3 separate regions of the Danio rerio genome follow, and regions 2 and 3 are each linked to region 1. The links are chromatin contacts, called in public Hi-C and HiCAR-type maps. All regions are on one chromosome and are shown on one strand. The core of a region is the stretch at or near the end of the contact, and the rest is flanking DNA. Distances in the headings are between cores, read along the strand shown. Region 1 overlaps b3gnt2b (UDP-GlcNAc:betaGal beta-1,3-N-acetylglucosaminyltransferase 2b). Region 2 overlaps ehbp1 (EH domain binding protein 1). Region 3 holds the start of LOC141378567 (protein FAM161A-like).

Region 1 (5,137 bases), core at 1,271-3,770:
TTCTTAAAAAAAATATATATTGTGTTCAAAGGAGGAAAATTTATGTTATGTACCCAGACATTTAAAATTAACTTATTTTAGAGCAAAAATCACAATACCGTAAACCGTGATATGCCTAGTCTTGATGGCACATAGTTTGCCTGTTCTCCGTGTGTTGGTGTGGGTTTCCTCCGGGTGCTCGGGATTTCCCCTGACTCCTAAGACATGAGCTATAGGTGAATTAAACTAAACTGGTTGTAGTGTATATGTGTGGGTGTTTCCTAGTTCTGGGTTGCGGCTGGAAGGGCATCCGCAGTGTAAAAGATATGCAGGAATAGTTGAAATAGAGACTAAGCTGAAAGAAAATTAATGAATCCAAATATATATATATATATATATATATATATATATATATATATATATATATATATATATATATATATATATATATATATATATATATATATATATATATATATATATATATATATATATATATATATATATATATATATGTGTGTGTGTGTGTGTGATTTGTAAACTAAAGTCATTTAGCTCCTGAATGTTTACTTGTTTGAAGTCAAATGTAGCTATGCTAGTAGATTCTAACATCTGTCTTATCTTTCTGTTTTGTTTTTGTTTTTGGTCTCTGCTGTTCAGGTGGTGAGACTCGACACCATGCAGGGACCTCGGAGGAAGGTGAAGGTCATGGCGATGATGACAATGGTGTTTCTCTTCATAGTGGTGGAGGTCTCTCGCAATGCTGGGAAGGGCAGCAGCAGTAAAAACAAGTCTCTGGTTCCCTTGAAGCGTTTCTGGGCAAAAGATCTTCCCAGCGACGCCTATTGGAATCGGCAACAGCAGCAGATTAACTACATCAACAACCGCAACCTAGAAAAGCTCAACTACACAATTGATAATCTTCCAGACTGGCTAAACGACACCGTCAGCCTGGACTCATGTGACCCAGACTATAGAGTGACCACCCAAGTGAAGGATTACAACTCTTTACCTGATCGATTCAAGGACTTCCTGCTTTACATGCGCTGCAGGTCCTATCCCATAGTTGTGGACCAACCAAACATATGCAAAAAACAACCGTTCCTTCTCCTAGCCATTAAATCTTTAGTCCCACACTTTGACCGACGTCAAGCTATCCGTGAGTCATGGGGCAAAGTTGGCCGCATTGCGAACAGATCCGTCGTTACGGTGTTTCTTCTGGGAAATGCGGCCACCGAGGACCACTTTCCTGACCTCTCAAAGATGCTCCATCACGAGAGCTCCATTCACAGAGATATCCTTCAGTGGGACTACAGGGACACCTTCTTCAACCTCACTATCAAGGAGGTGCTTTTTCTGGAATGGCTGAGCACGCGCTGTCCTGGAGCCAATTTCATCTTTAAGGGCGATGACGATGTTTTTGTTAACACCATCCACATCATAGACTTCCTAACTAATCTTTCTAATGCCAAAGCAAGGGAACTGTTTGTGGGGGATGTGATTACTAACGCTGGGCCACACAGGGACAAAAAGGTGAAGTATTTTATACCTGAGAGCATGTTTGTTGGAATGTACCCTGCATACGCTGGAGGGGGAGGTTATTTGTTTTCGGGACAGCTGGCGCAGAGACTTCACAACATCTCGAAGTTGGTGCCCCTCTACCCCATTGATGATGTCTACACGGGTATGTGCCTTATGAAAATGGGCCTCGCGCCTGAGAAGCACAAAGGCTTCAGGACGTTTGATATCGAAGAGAAATATCGTGATAATGCCTGTGCCTATAAGAGCTTGATGCTGGTCCATCCCAGAAGTCCTCAGCATATGATCAAAATATGGGCCTGGCTGAATGACCCAGCCTTGAACTGTCAGTGAACAGCTGCTGCTCATAGGTTTTACAGATTAAACAAAACTCAAGGGCGTCTCATATTGAAATGTGATTTTGGAACATTTTCAAAACCAGTTCCAGTGAGTTTAGCATGTGACGCTCATGTGGTTTTTCTACAAGGGATTGGCTGCTTTAAAGGGATAGTCCACTGAAAAATCACAATTCTGTCATTGTTTATTCACTCTCATGTATTTTTAAAACTGTGGGATTGAACTCTCTTGGTTTTTATGAACCAAATTATTATTATTATTATTATTATTATTATTATTATTATTATTATTATTATTATCTGAGATTCAGAGTTGTGTTTGAACCCCGCTGACTTTGTTTATAGATTAAATATTTTCGTGTGTGTTCGTCTGACAACAGTTTGAAATGACATGAGGGCGAGTAAACATTGACAGAATTTTCTTTGTGGTGAGCTCTCCCTTTAATGTTTTACAATTCCATTTATTATTAGCATTCTGATGTACTTCATTTCATGTCAAAGGTCAGAGCCCTAAGCTTGTTGGATGTATATATTTTAATGTGGCTCAGAATTACTGCACACAAGTATTGCAAGGGGTTAACTTTTGGTTGACATTCTGTTAAAAATGTTACAAGTATTTATACAGTGCTCTCTGGTTTGTGTTATCAGAGGTACTAAGCATTGTGGGAAATGTAGTTCAGCTGGTCTGAACATGGCACAAGCAATTCACCACTCACATGAACACTCTGTTGGACATATGTAGAACTTTTTTGTTTTGTTTGTTTTTGTTTTTTTTTCCTACGGGAGAATTGAGATGCATTTAAAGGATCGGATGTTTTATACTTTACTTTTTGTTGCTTTAGGTCATTTATGCAGCCATCACAAGCCTAATCTCTTGGTCTGTACTTGCCGTTTTAGTTCTCTGCAATGTGAATGAACATGCTGCCCTCTTGTTTTGCACACAAACAGCCTAAAAGCAGAGGCGAGTGTGTTTTCAGAGAAATGAAGAGTTTGCTCCTTTTAGAGCCCTGCTAATTGGGACAGCGGTTTCTGAAACCTAAATATTTAGCCTAAATATAGGTTGCCCACACACACTTGGAAATATGTGCTTGTGCACAGACCTTCTTTCTTCTGATTTATTTATTTAATTTGCAGACAATCAATTTCAAGACACAATGGAACTTTTTGTATTAACATTTTACCCAAGGTTGCGTTATTGTCAGCAGAATGTACAAAAATAATTTCTGACAGAAAAACAAAACCGACTAAAAGCTTGTTACTGTCTCTGATCTGATTCTAAACCTTCTCAGGACGTTCCTTAGGGTAAAAATATCAAGGTTGTGATTCAAATAAGAAACATACCTAATGTAGCTTCTTGGCTAAACGCATTCAATTTGACTTTTTCAGTTTTGGATTAATCCTGTTGCTGTAGTGTTTTTGTGCTGTTATTTTCCCCCTTTAAAAAGAGGCCAGGAAGCAGGTCTCGGCTGGATGACTTGATTATTATGTGTTACGATGACCCCTGCTGGGCTGAATGATATTTTTTTTTAAATCAACACTGGACCTCTTTTTTTAAAGTGGTAGCTCACCCAAAAAAATGCACATTACCTCATTTAGTCTCTCTCATTTGCTTTTTAAAACTGTTGAGTTTCTTTCTGTCGAACACAAATGAAGATATTTTGAAGAATGTGGGTTCCTGGCACCCATCAAATGACCATAGAAGAATAGAAGTCAATGGGGGCCAGTAACCAGGATTCTTCAAATTATCTTCTTTTGTGTTCAACAGAAGAATGAAACTCAAATCGCTTTTCAATGAGTGAACTGTGAGTGAGTGATATCATTTAATTTTTTTGGATTAACTATCGCTTTAAGTCTGGGGTACCCAAACTTGGGCCGTTGTCCGGCATAGTTAAGCTCCAACTTGCTTTAACACACCTGCCTTGAAGATTCTAGTATAGGCAGAAAGAGATTGATTAGCTGGTGCAGGTTTAATTGTGGTTGGAACTTAAATATGTAGGACACCGGGTTTGGGCACCCCTGCTTTAAATCCTGTATATGGCCTGTCTGTAGTAGAACAAATGTATATTTCCCTCTCACTTTTGAGTGGGGACTATTTATCAGCTGTTTCTCTTACGAATATAAAGAGGTGTACACCTAGTAATCTTTCTGCTCACGAAATATTCTCTATTTTTCTGCGGTCTGCCTCACCGTGTTTGCTGAACAGTTTAATCAACTTGGTTTATAGAGTTTCAAATCAAATTGTCCACCAAGCTATGGAAAAATGAGGACCATAAGGATGTTTCATATCGTCTCTCTGCTGATGGTCAGAAAGGCACACCGGATGTAGTGTTTGGTGAAAGAAACAAAGTGTTTACATGTGTTCTTAAACAGTGAGAAAAGCTTGTGTTTTCTAGTATATGAATCATGATAGACAGGTTTTTTATACACTGGTATTTACTGTACTCCTGTGAAGTCTACAGGACATTGTTTGTGCTTCTGAGCGAAATAGATGATATTGTTCACAGCTTTAATGTTTGTATACCGGAAGTGTAGTTGAGTTTTTTTTTTTTTTTTTTGCTTCTGCCTTAATGATGCATCATAATTAACTCAAATGTTACAATGTGATGTGTTGGATTAAGTGTGTCTTTAGTGTTGTGCGTGTCTGTGTATTTATGTGGATGTGTAGCTATATAAAGGCTAAGAAGTCAGATCGTGATAATCCAGTTCTAAACAAGAAATAATTGCGGCTTTTTTATTAAATGATTGTTTTGAATTTATGATTTGTTCATTTCTCAGCCATATCTGTCGATTTCTTTAAAATGTAAAGGCGTTCACTTGACTAAATTTTTTAGGAAGATGTTTTGACACCCTTCAAACACTGCAACCAACATGTGCCTTTAATAATTGTGATTGATTGTTTGCCTGTTTGTCTTTCTGTAACTGAAAATGCACATGTATGTTTATTTTGCCTTGCCTCTTTCTGATTTAATTGATCTAATAAATGGACAAACTGATCAGATGTTTATCAAAACAATGTTTAAACTGTCGTACCTCTGGTATTTCCATCTTGTGTTTTTGTTTAAATAGTTATTTTCTCTTTAATTCAGCTTAAAGTGGCATCTTTTGCTAGAACCATTGGAAAAGGTACAATATTAATATTTGTGATCTAAACATTTGAGATAAAAATTGTAATAATTTAGATCAAATAGAAAATATTCACATTTAATGTTTTTATTTTAGAAAATGACATTTGGTCAAAAAAGCATTTCAATTTGTTCTTAAGTCAATATTTATTTATAAAAAGC
Region 2 (5,137 bases), core at 1,038-3,537, 55 kb after region 1:
AAGATAGTATGTAAACTTATGTAATCATGTACATTGATTCAGCACATTTGACTGATTGCTTGCCTTTATTTCCTATATTGTATAAACTTTTTGTACGTTATACTTTTTTAATGGCCATTATTGATTATTAAAACTGATACTCTTCAAAAGAGAGGGTGTTTCGTATTTTCAATGAAAATGAAAGGAGGCAGTTGTTATAGGCTCCGTTTTATTATTTTATTTATTTATTTTTTTTTTATAAATATGCATACAGTGAAGATGACGGTCATATAAATATGTAGCTACATGATGCCTCAACATTTTTAGTGTCTGTTAAGTTGCTAATTTAAAAAATGTAAATGGGCAATGTTCCCTATATCATCTTTTAATTTTATTGCTTTATTTTATTGAAAGTGAAACGATGTAGCCAGGGTAAAGTGAACAACGTTATAAAGTAGCCTAGACTGCTTTTACCCTACGTGTCTTTTAGAGTTTGTTTTTCAAACTTGCGGAGTCTTAACTTAAGGAAATGATGCAAGATTAAACTTTGTGCACTTAATATTGAGGAAAAAGCCCCAATCTGATGTCTTCATTTTCCGCCATCCACACTGACACGAAACAGCAGCATTTTAAAGCCAAAACGACCTCTTCAGCACTTCCAAAAAGCTCCATTTTTAAAACTTAACTTACTTTTACAAGTAAAGTATATTAGTGTAAACAGGGCTTTAGTCAAAGTTTTAATATAATATTTTGAGGATCTATGCAACATTTTTGGGAGAGTTTGTTTTCCTAATTAACAGATAGAAATTGGGAAATCTCAAATGTAATAGCACAGACTTTTTTTTATTAAAAAACTATACTCTATTTGAAGGTTGCACAATATATAATTTTAGCATCAATATCACATTGTGTGCATCTGCAATAGTCACATCACAGGATCTGCAATGCTGAATTAAGATTATAGTTGACCAAGAATCATTGAAGATTTTTACCATAATGGAGAAAAAATTGATTATTTACCTGTGTTTTTACAGCCTAAGACTGTTTGGGCTTATTAAGAGAGTTTAAATGTTACAGGCACAAGAAATTGTACCATTTTTAACTTTTAAAAAAAACATTTTTAAGTTCTTTATTATTGATCTATTTATACAATGAAGTCAATGCATTGCTATTTTATATTTGATTATTTAATTTCTCTACCTGAATTTTTACCGATTTAGAGATATTTAAGTCATTTATTGTATTTAAAGTCATTTAAATTGTATTTATATTCAATGTATATTGCAGAAAAACAAAACATTGCAATGTTAGATTTTATACATATACATATAAAGGAAAGTAATTACTTATGTTAGGATAAAATGTTGAAAACAGAAGTACAATCTTTTCATTTTGGTTGAATGCTTTGTACTGTAAAATACAGAATGTTAGCACTTGGATGAAACTAACTTGATGTGAATCTTATCAATTGCTTCACTTAAACATACAGTATTGTCACAATATCCCAATATCTCAGTTCCTGTTCTTAAATTAACATACTTTCAGCCAACAAGGCTTATTTTAATGTTTTATACTGGGAAAATATATTTGTTTACATTTTTATTAAATTTCTCTGTAGTTGTTTTTTTTATATCCATTTCATCATATTTTATTATCATTTATTTTGTAGTCTCACAGCTGGCAGCCTGGCATCAAGAATCCCTATAGAGGAGTGGTGGTGTGGCCTGTTCCAGAGAATATCGAGATCACTGTCACCTTATTTAAGGTAAACACACACACACACACACACACACACACACACACACACACACACACACACACATACACACACACACACACACATACACACACACACACACACACACACACTTTCGCATGTTAGGGGCCTATAGCTGGTAGGCCTAAACATTACTGGGGCAAGCTGAAATGGTTGGCTGTATTCCAGAAGCTGATTGGTTGGGGTCTGCTGGTGTCTAGACGTCCAGATTCCTCTCTGATTTAACTGCCATTCCAAGATTTTAACTCCCCTCTCAAATGTGTGGAGCTGAAACTGACACTGCAGCAGAAAGTGCTCGCTTGATATTTTAGTCTTTTTGAAATGCCAGTTAGCAGTTTTTTACGTCTGCCATGAAAGAAGTGAGACCTTACATCCTGATTTGTCAGACCCAGATGCAGCCACACAGGGACTGTGTTTATCTAAAATGGAAAGAGAAAGTGGTTTGTAGATCTGAGGTTTCTAATGATGACAGCATTTTAAAAGCAATTTATTTGCTCTTTTTCTAGTATATCATGTTAATTCTTTATGGTTTGGTTACACTTTTTTTTTAATATTCTGTTAAAAAAATATCTAAGAGATATAGAATAACTCATGATGAGATTCTGACTGTAAATAAATTATAGTTAAAGTGGCCCTAAAAGCAATAGTTTGTTTTTAAAGGGTGTCTAAAGGGTTTGCTTCAAACAACTGGACAGAACATAACTCGATCATTTCAAAGTAATTCAAGTCATTTCAGTGCGTGCGTGCGTGCGTGCGTGCGTGCGTGCGTGTGTCTGTCTGTCTGTCTGTCTGTCTTTCTGTCTGTCAGACAGACAGACAGACAGACAGACAGACAGACAGAGAGCGTGTGCATCCGCCATGGTGCTGTGTCCCTTATTACAGTTGTCTGTAGTGTTCACCTTGTTGTTTTTTGAGAGGCATACTGAACTGCTATACATTTTACATTTTTTCTTGGCCCAATAGACCCATGTACCTGCTATGTGTATTTAAATAATGTTGATATGAGATGTGACACAATCGGTAGGTGTCAAATATATTTGAGTGCATACATTTGTAAGTCAGTGCCTCACCAGCCACAAACCTCACCGCACGTCACTGACACACACACACACACATGCACACGCTTACATTACGAGCTTGCGCTGACAGGCTGACCTGGTGTTGAATATCCTCTAACAGTCTCCACATTGTTTACAAAGGTCACACACACAAAGTGCTTGTCCAAACATTTTTCTTATCAGCCTTGTCCCCACAGCACACTGTCTTGTAAAACTACATCTCCCAGAGTACATTGCAGTGGGTCAGTTTGGCATTCAAGAGTCCATCAATGTTTCATTTGTGTACCAGCAAACAATCAGTCAGCTGACCATGACCATTCTAGAAGAGCTGCTCACTTGAGCCTAAATGAATATGTGCATATTTAGCTGAACAATAAACATGTTTGAACTCTGAAATAAACTCAGATTATTCGAGGAAAGTGTCTCTTTGTCTTATTCTATTCTGTGACAGAATTAGTCAGTTTGACAGATATATCCAGATCAAGTCATTTATGGCAACGTCTCCACATCCCTCATGTTTTCCATAGTATTTCCTTAAGGAAAAGTGGATGATGTTTTGTTCTGTAATATTGATGTGTAGAGGAAGACATGTGAAGTGCTTCCAGTAGATAAAAAGACGCTAGACGGGCTTTTTATGCTGAGACTGTATTTAATGAGCTTCCTCTTTCAGTTTTTGTGTCATCTAATTGATTTCTGTCTTCTGTTTTTCAGGATCCTCATGCTGAGGAGTTTGAAGATAAAGAGTGGACCTTTGTCATTGAAAATGTGAGTACTTAAAGTATGCTTTTATGTTTCTGTTGAACTCTGCAATGTGCCGCCTGACACCTAGTGGTCGGATGGAGTAATCACACCAGTGCTAATGAAGAATGATTTGATGCTGAAGGTGTTTGACACTATATGACTCTTTGTTTCTGGTTATTTTAAGCATTTGTGTGCTTTATGGTTTCACAGATGACTAAAAGCAGCTCTTTTTGTGGTGCTTCAAGCTTGCCTGAGCTGCGCTGCTCGGTAGTTGGATTTGGATTTCAGTTGGTCTTTTTTTTTTTATTTTATTTTTTTATATGAAACGGATTTTAATATTGTTTCATCACCCAGCCAAGTGTTTTTTCATCTAGTTTTTCATTGATTGGTGTAGTGCTGCAGAAAATATTGTTTCAGTCATATCATGTGCAATAGCCACATCGCAGGATCTGTAATGTTAAATTGGAGTTATCATAACCAGACACCACAGATTAGGGGGAGGACACATGAGATTTGTGCACTCATTGCTATTTTAATTCTATATAGAATAAAAACTTTTCCTTCAGATGTGTTTTAAGGCCTGTAAAAGATTTCAAGTGAATTTAAACCATTTAGGCACACAAAAATATAAAGTCTGTAGCTTTAACATTGATTAATTGTTTTTAATTATTTTTACAGCAAAGACTATACAATGTTATTCCATATTTATTATTTATTTTTCTGTACCTGGATACTGTTAAACCACAGAAAACCCATAAAGCACTGTTTATTTCACTTTTATCTGTGCTCTATTGTATTTATGTATGCTTTTGATTTGTTTATAATATTTTATGCAGATGCACTCTATTACAAAATAATCCTAATCAATCTAAACTAATGAATTCTTTCCAAATAGAGCTTTTCAAATCATCGGGTGAAATATTTTTTTTAGAAGAACATAATACCACAAGTCAGATTTTTCCAATATCATTCAGCCCTATTTGCAAGTGTTTATCTTAGCAATAATTTATGTTTTCAACCTTTTTAGAGTGCAGATTTTCTTTATAGGGAGATTGTCTAAATGCCTAAACATAGCAGTGTTTGGCATCTGGTTGGCTAATTATCTTGTGGCTTGTCAAACCATTCTTTTAGGAAACCGGAATAAGCAAACCCTTGTGTCATGTACTACTTTTAGCTGTTTGTTCTTTTATACTTTTGGAGAATAGACCTTCTTGTGGCTGGAATTTCTTTGCATGTGTTTAATAAAGACAAACACAGGCCTCTGAATAAAACAGACTCAAAACTCAACAATAACACATGCTGAACAAAACATGTTAATTAGGGATGGATTAAATAGCTGCCTTCTCTCTCTCTCTCTCTCTCTCTCTCTCTCTCTCTCTCTCTCTCTCTCTCTCTCTCTCTCTCTCTCTCTCTCTCTCTCTCAATTCTCAATTCAATTCAATAATTGCTTTATTGGCATGACAAATGTTACAAATATATTGCCAAAGCAGTTATAAAGTAACATATGTAATAAAAACAGTACACACAGTAAATAGTAGTAGTAGTAAAAAAAAAAAACTCCATAACACATGCTGAACAAAAT
Region 3 (5,137 bases), core at 804-3,303, 53 kb before region 1:
CTTATATTAAAGGAACATTGAGTTGAATCACTGTGGTCCAAATGCTAAATTTCAGAATTACTAAACAATAATTACATTATTGTTTACTATGTCTTAGATGTGACATGCCTCATATAGGATTAAAATATGAAGGAATTTATATATCATCAGTAACCATTAAGTTTGTGATCATTCACTTAAAAATGAAACTTTTTTTATCTTATTAATTTGGTTCAAAAATCAACACTGAATCCACCCCTTTGATGGGATTTTTTTTTTTTATCAAATAGTTCCCAATCTGAGTTTTAATAACCCAAAGCGCAGGTCTGATCCAAATCAAATGTAAGATTGGATTATGGTCTGATCGTAATTCAAAATCCCTTTGTTACTTTTGAAAAACTGGGTCCAGGGATGTCAAAACTCAGTCCTGGAGGGCCATTGTCCTACTGAGTTTAGCTCCATCTTGCTTCAAAACACCTACCAGGACGTTTCTATTATATCTAGTAAAATCTTGATTAACTGGTTCATGTGTTTTTGATTAGGGTTGGAGCTAAACTCTCCGGGACACCGGCCCTCCAGGATTGAGTTTGGACACCACTGGTAAACTAATAAATTGGTTGTTTTTACAAACTTAACATCTGGATAAAATTTTTAAATGATTTCAAATTAAATCAGAAAATTGACATCCGAGGTTGTTTTTGTCCATATTTGACCCATATAAAGTTGTAAGAACCCACTATTATAGCATTTTAATGCCAAAAATGTTAGCAAATCTGACCTTAATTTAAATAAATCTTAATTTAAAGTCAGTAGACCTGACTCTAGTTTAAATAGTAAATTAGAATGTTTAATTCATTCATTCATTTTCCTTGAGCTTAGTCCCCTTATTCATTAGGAGTCGCCAAAGCGGAATGAACCGCAACCTTATCCAGCATATGTTTCAAATAGCAGATGCCTTTCTAGCAGCCACCCAGTACCCTCTACAAACTCATTCCCACATTTACATACACTACAGCCATTTAGTTTATTCAATTCACCTATACCATATATCTTTGGACTGTAGGGGAAACCGGAGCACCTGGAGCGAACACAGGGAGAACATGCAAACTCCACACAGAAATGCCAACTGACGCAGCTGGGACTCAAACTAGTGACCTTCTTGCTGTGAGGCGACAGTGCTAACCACTGAGTCATCATGTCACCCAATTTGAATTTTAAAAAAGCTGAAATGTTACATTACACTAATGGTACAGTAGTTGACCCATTATTGTTGGTTTGTTCCAACAGCTTAGGTTTGAGTAAATCTCTGACTTTGTAGACTAAAGAGCTAAAAAAGATTTTTAGTTTTGAACCTCCAGTGTCTGTTATGTTACTGTATCCCATTTCAGTAGTGGTAGTACTAGTGGTTCTACACCTTGTGTCCTCAATCTTTCTCAATGTCCATTTTCAGTGATATTTTGTCCCTTGACACCATGTGACTAAAATATGACAAACTCAGTTTCATGTTTTCTAATTACAGTAGCATATCCTCATTCTTTTCTAAACCAGTCACACATCCTTTAGCCTTGTTTCTGGATCATCTTGCTTTTACAAATAGACGACAGTCCAGAATATTCGATTCTGAACTTATCTTACAATATCTTCATCTGCAGTTTATGTCATTTAAAAGTACTGTTTTCATACTGTACAATTTCACATTCATATTTTACATTGTATAAGTCTAAAGATGCAAGATGCATACCTCTGTGTGGTGAACAATATCATTCAGGGAGCATGAATAATCCTTCTCTTCTCCGAACAGAGCCTGAAGTTCACTGGGCTGCAGTCTCTCTGTACGCAGTATCGCTTTCATTGTCCAGATCTGAAGTACAGCACTGCTTTTCTCCTTCCTTTCTCCTTTCGACTCGCTTTGCTCCTCTCACAGGTATGGCACTGCCACACTAGGTTAGGATGCTTTCTCACACCCAGATGTGCCAATCTCAGTTTATCCCTGTGGATAAACCCTAAAAGGTCACGATTTAGAGCCTGGTGCTTGCTGACCATATGTCCTATATCTTCTTTAAACCCCGATTTACACCTTCAGATGTGATTCAAAGTGAACCATCCCAAATAAGATTTAGAGATTAACAGCACTCTTAATTACAGAGGGAATCCAGCATGTGAAGAGGGTTCAGCTGAAGATGCTCTCGCAGTAAACATGCAGTATTTAAAGTGTCAAAAATGAAACATCTGCTATCATATATTCACCTTTCACTTGTTCAAAATCTATTTGAGTTCCTTTCTTCTGTTGAACACGAAAGAAGATATTTTGAAGAATGCTTGTCGCTCGGACTAATTGACTTCCATGGTAAATATTTTGCCTATGGAAGTCAATGCAGCACCAGCATTCTTCAGAGTATCCTCTTGTGTGTTCAACAGAAGAAAAAACTCATAAAGGTTTAAAATCACATGAGATAAATGATAAACTCATTTTTGGGTGAATTATCCCTTTAAAACATACCAAAATACAGTCCCTGAATTGAGATTGTACACAAACCATTATCAAAGAATGTGCTTCTGCAAAGTGAAGCTGCGATGTCATGTGGAAGTCACACGGTGTTATTAATGTGCTAAAGGTAAATGTTAGGTGAAAGGTGGTGTGTGGTTTAGTGGTGGCTGAAGTGTGCTGGCAATGAAAAACATTGATAGTGTCTTGTCATAAAAAATTGTTGACTTCTAAAGGCAGGTGTAGATGATTCATTCATTAGTTTTCTTTTCGCCTTAGTCCCTTTATTAATCAGTAGTCACCACAGCAAAATGAACCTCCAACTTATCCAGCATATGTTTTTCGCAGCGGATGCTCTTCCAGCTGCAACCCAGTACTGGGAAACACCCATACACTCTTGCATTCACTCTATGGCCAATTTAGTTAATTCAATTTACCTATAGTAAAGGAGTGGCCAACCCTGTTCCTGGAGAGCCACCTTCCTGCAGATTTCAGTTGCAGCCCATATCAAACACACCTGCCTGTAATTATCACGTGTTGTTCAGGTCCTAACTAATTGGTTCAGGTGTGTTTGATATGGGTAGCAACTGAAATCTGCAGGAAGGTGGCTCTCCAGGAACAGGGTTGGCCACCCCTGCTATAGTACATGTCTTTGGACTGTGGGGTAAATCTGAGCACCCAGAAGAAACCCACGCAAGAACGGAGAGAACATGCAAACTCCACACACAAATGCCAACTGACCCAGCCGGGGCTTAATCCAGGGACTTTCTTGCTGTAAGGCGATTGTGCTACCCACTGTGCCGCTCCGGTGTAGATGATAAAATATTAAAAGTAATGTTTTTCTTTGCATTTTCTGAGAAATGATTGAAATAAAAGTCATTGACTTCCATAGTATTTTTTTGTTCTAACTATGGGTGGCTATCAATGGCTGCTTTTTAAACATTCTTCAGAATATCTTCTTTTGTGTTCAACAGAGGACAGAAAATGAACAAAATTTTAGAACCACTTGAGTTTATATTTTGCCATGAGTTAGAATATTTTGCCATGAACTATACCTTTAACATTAAAGAAATTATACAAGATTCAGCACCTCAGTACAATTTTTTTGTTCAATTAAAAGTAAAATGAAAATGAACATATCTTTTACACAGATATTTTAAAAATTAATGGATGTAAATAAATTATGTTGATAAATAATATTTAGATGAATATGTACAGTACATTTCTGCTGCAAGCTTTCCATGACAAAATTTCCCTCGAGTTTCTCTCAATAGTAAAACACACAACAAAATGACAGCAGTGAGAAAACAGCAGTGTAGAAAGCATTTGATCACAGCCATATAGCCATGTTTACATAAGCTCTGCAATTTACCAACATCCGTTGATAATATTTTGTAATTATTTTAATTTAGTAAAAACCGAGTAACTTTAATTTTAAAAATAAGTAAATATTTGCCTTAAAAAAAGCAACAAGTTGACTCTTCTTAATAAAAGGCAATTTTATTTTATGCACATGCACTATCGGTCAAATATTTTGGTCAGTAGGATATTTAAATGTTTTAAAATAAGCTTATCCTGCAAACCAAGGATGCATTTATTTCAATTGATTAAAATATTGAGATGTTATTGCACTATAAGATAACTGTTCAAAAGTAGTTTATCATTTATTTTAATCATTTATTCCAATGATTTTAACGAGGAATTTTCAGCTTTATTACTCTAGTCTTTGGAGTTACATTATCCTTATTATTTTTATTATTATTTTTATTATTATATTATAATTTTATTAATAATGTAATAGTAATAAAAGCAGTAATGACTGGAGTAATAATTTAATTTAAAAATACATACGATAAGAAAGCAGTTATTTAAAATTTTTATAAATATTTAACAGTTTTTTTTTTTACATTTAATAAATGTCGCCTTGATGAACAGAACAATTTTCTTAAAATAAATAAATAAATAAATGACCCCAAACTTTTGACGGGTAGTGTAGTTCATTTAGTTAATCAGGTTAACTCACATTTTCTAATAAAGTCAACTAATAATTTGTTCCAGTGTAGGTTCTTGACATTTAAAACCTAAGAAGTTGGTGGAAGTCAAGTGTTTTAATTTAGTCACAAGCTGTTCACACCTTGGCTATAAAAGGTGACTATTACGAAACTATTCTCATATATACTGTGACTCTGTTAAGACTGGGTTCTGGTTGAGATTCTCATGGTAAAGATTTAATCTCACTTGAATCTTTATTTCTCACAGTTGCAACATTTAGTAAGACTGCAAGTTCACTTCTCCTCATTTTGGCTTGAGCCTTTTCAAATTGACTTTCCCAAAATTGCATTATTTCTTGTAAATCAACTTCTTCTTTCTTTGTGTTTCACAATTGCAGCATACATTGACTTTAAATCTGCTTTTCTTTCATTTTGTTTCACAATTTCGCAACTATATCATAATGGTGGCTTTTTATCTTACAACATGACCTGATTTTTCTTAACTCTAAACTCTCAGTTACTGGTATAACCCTGTGGCGCCCATATGAAACTCTGCCTATAGCGCTTGTATGTGTTTGTTGGTGCTGGTCAAATCTGTGGTTAATCAGTTTAATGCAGGAACCAGTGTTCACACTCCTACAGCTAAAAGACACTGACAGGCTGACACCTCAATCTGTCAATC

The links. Hi-C and Micro-C count contacts between places; a contact is called where the count stands out from the background. HiCAR-type assays count read pairs that join an accessible place to other places.
Region 2: a Hi-C map of skeletal muscle shows a contact between it and region 1, with 3 times the contacts expected there. The contact joins two enhancer-like sites. A contact is called at or near these places in 7 of 18 Hi-C or Micro-C datasets (caudal fin, embryo, fibroblasts and 3 more) and 1 of 4 datasets of contacts at active chromatin or transcription factors (caudal fin).
Region 3: a contact with region 1 is called in a HiCAR-type map of caudal fin, with 10 times the contacts expected there. The contact joins the promoter of LOC141378567 here to the enhancer-like site in region 1. A contact is called at or near these places in 8 of 18 Hi-C or Micro-C datasets (caudal fin, embryo, gastrula embryo and 2 more) and 1 of 4 datasets of contacts at active chromatin or transcription factors (caudal fin).

Annotation. Positions count from the first base shown.
Region 1 is chr17:25,428,576-25,433,712 of GRCz12tu, forward strand. b3gnt2b (UDP-GlcNAc:betaGal beta-1,3-N-acetylglucosaminyltransferase 2b) reads left to right here. Exons shown (of 4, transcript NM_205752.2): 3 at 640-2,100; 4 at 2,128-3,423. The coding sequence starts at 658. The coding sequence ends at 1,851. Among named protein-coding and RNA genes, the nearest start is that of b3gnt2b, 16 kb to the left of the region's middle. Within about 2 kb of position 2,521, at least 8 of the 62 cell types and tissues checked have an H3K27ac peak or open chromatin away from gene starts, as enhancers often do. A contact at or near this core is called in caudal fin and skeletal muscle, where this site is marked.
Region 2 is chr17:25,483,539-25,488,675 of GRCz12tu, forward strand. It overlaps ehbp1 (EH domain binding protein 1), which reads left to right. Exons shown (of 24, transcript XM_073928528.1): 4 at 1,649-1,744; 5 at 3,526-3,579. Among named protein-coding and RNA genes, the nearest start is that of ehbp1, 27 kb to the left of the region's middle. Within about 2 kb of position 2,288, at least 16 of the 62 cell types and tissues checked have an H3K27ac peak or open chromatin away from gene starts, as enhancers often do. A contact at or near this core is called in caudal fin and skeletal muscle, where this site is marked.
Region 3 is chr17:25,375,554-25,380,690 of GRCz12tu, forward strand. LOC141378567 (protein FAM161A-like) reads right to left here and starts at 2,054. Exons shown (of 4, transcript XM_073928525.1): 1 at 1,721-2,054. The coding sequence starts at 1,831.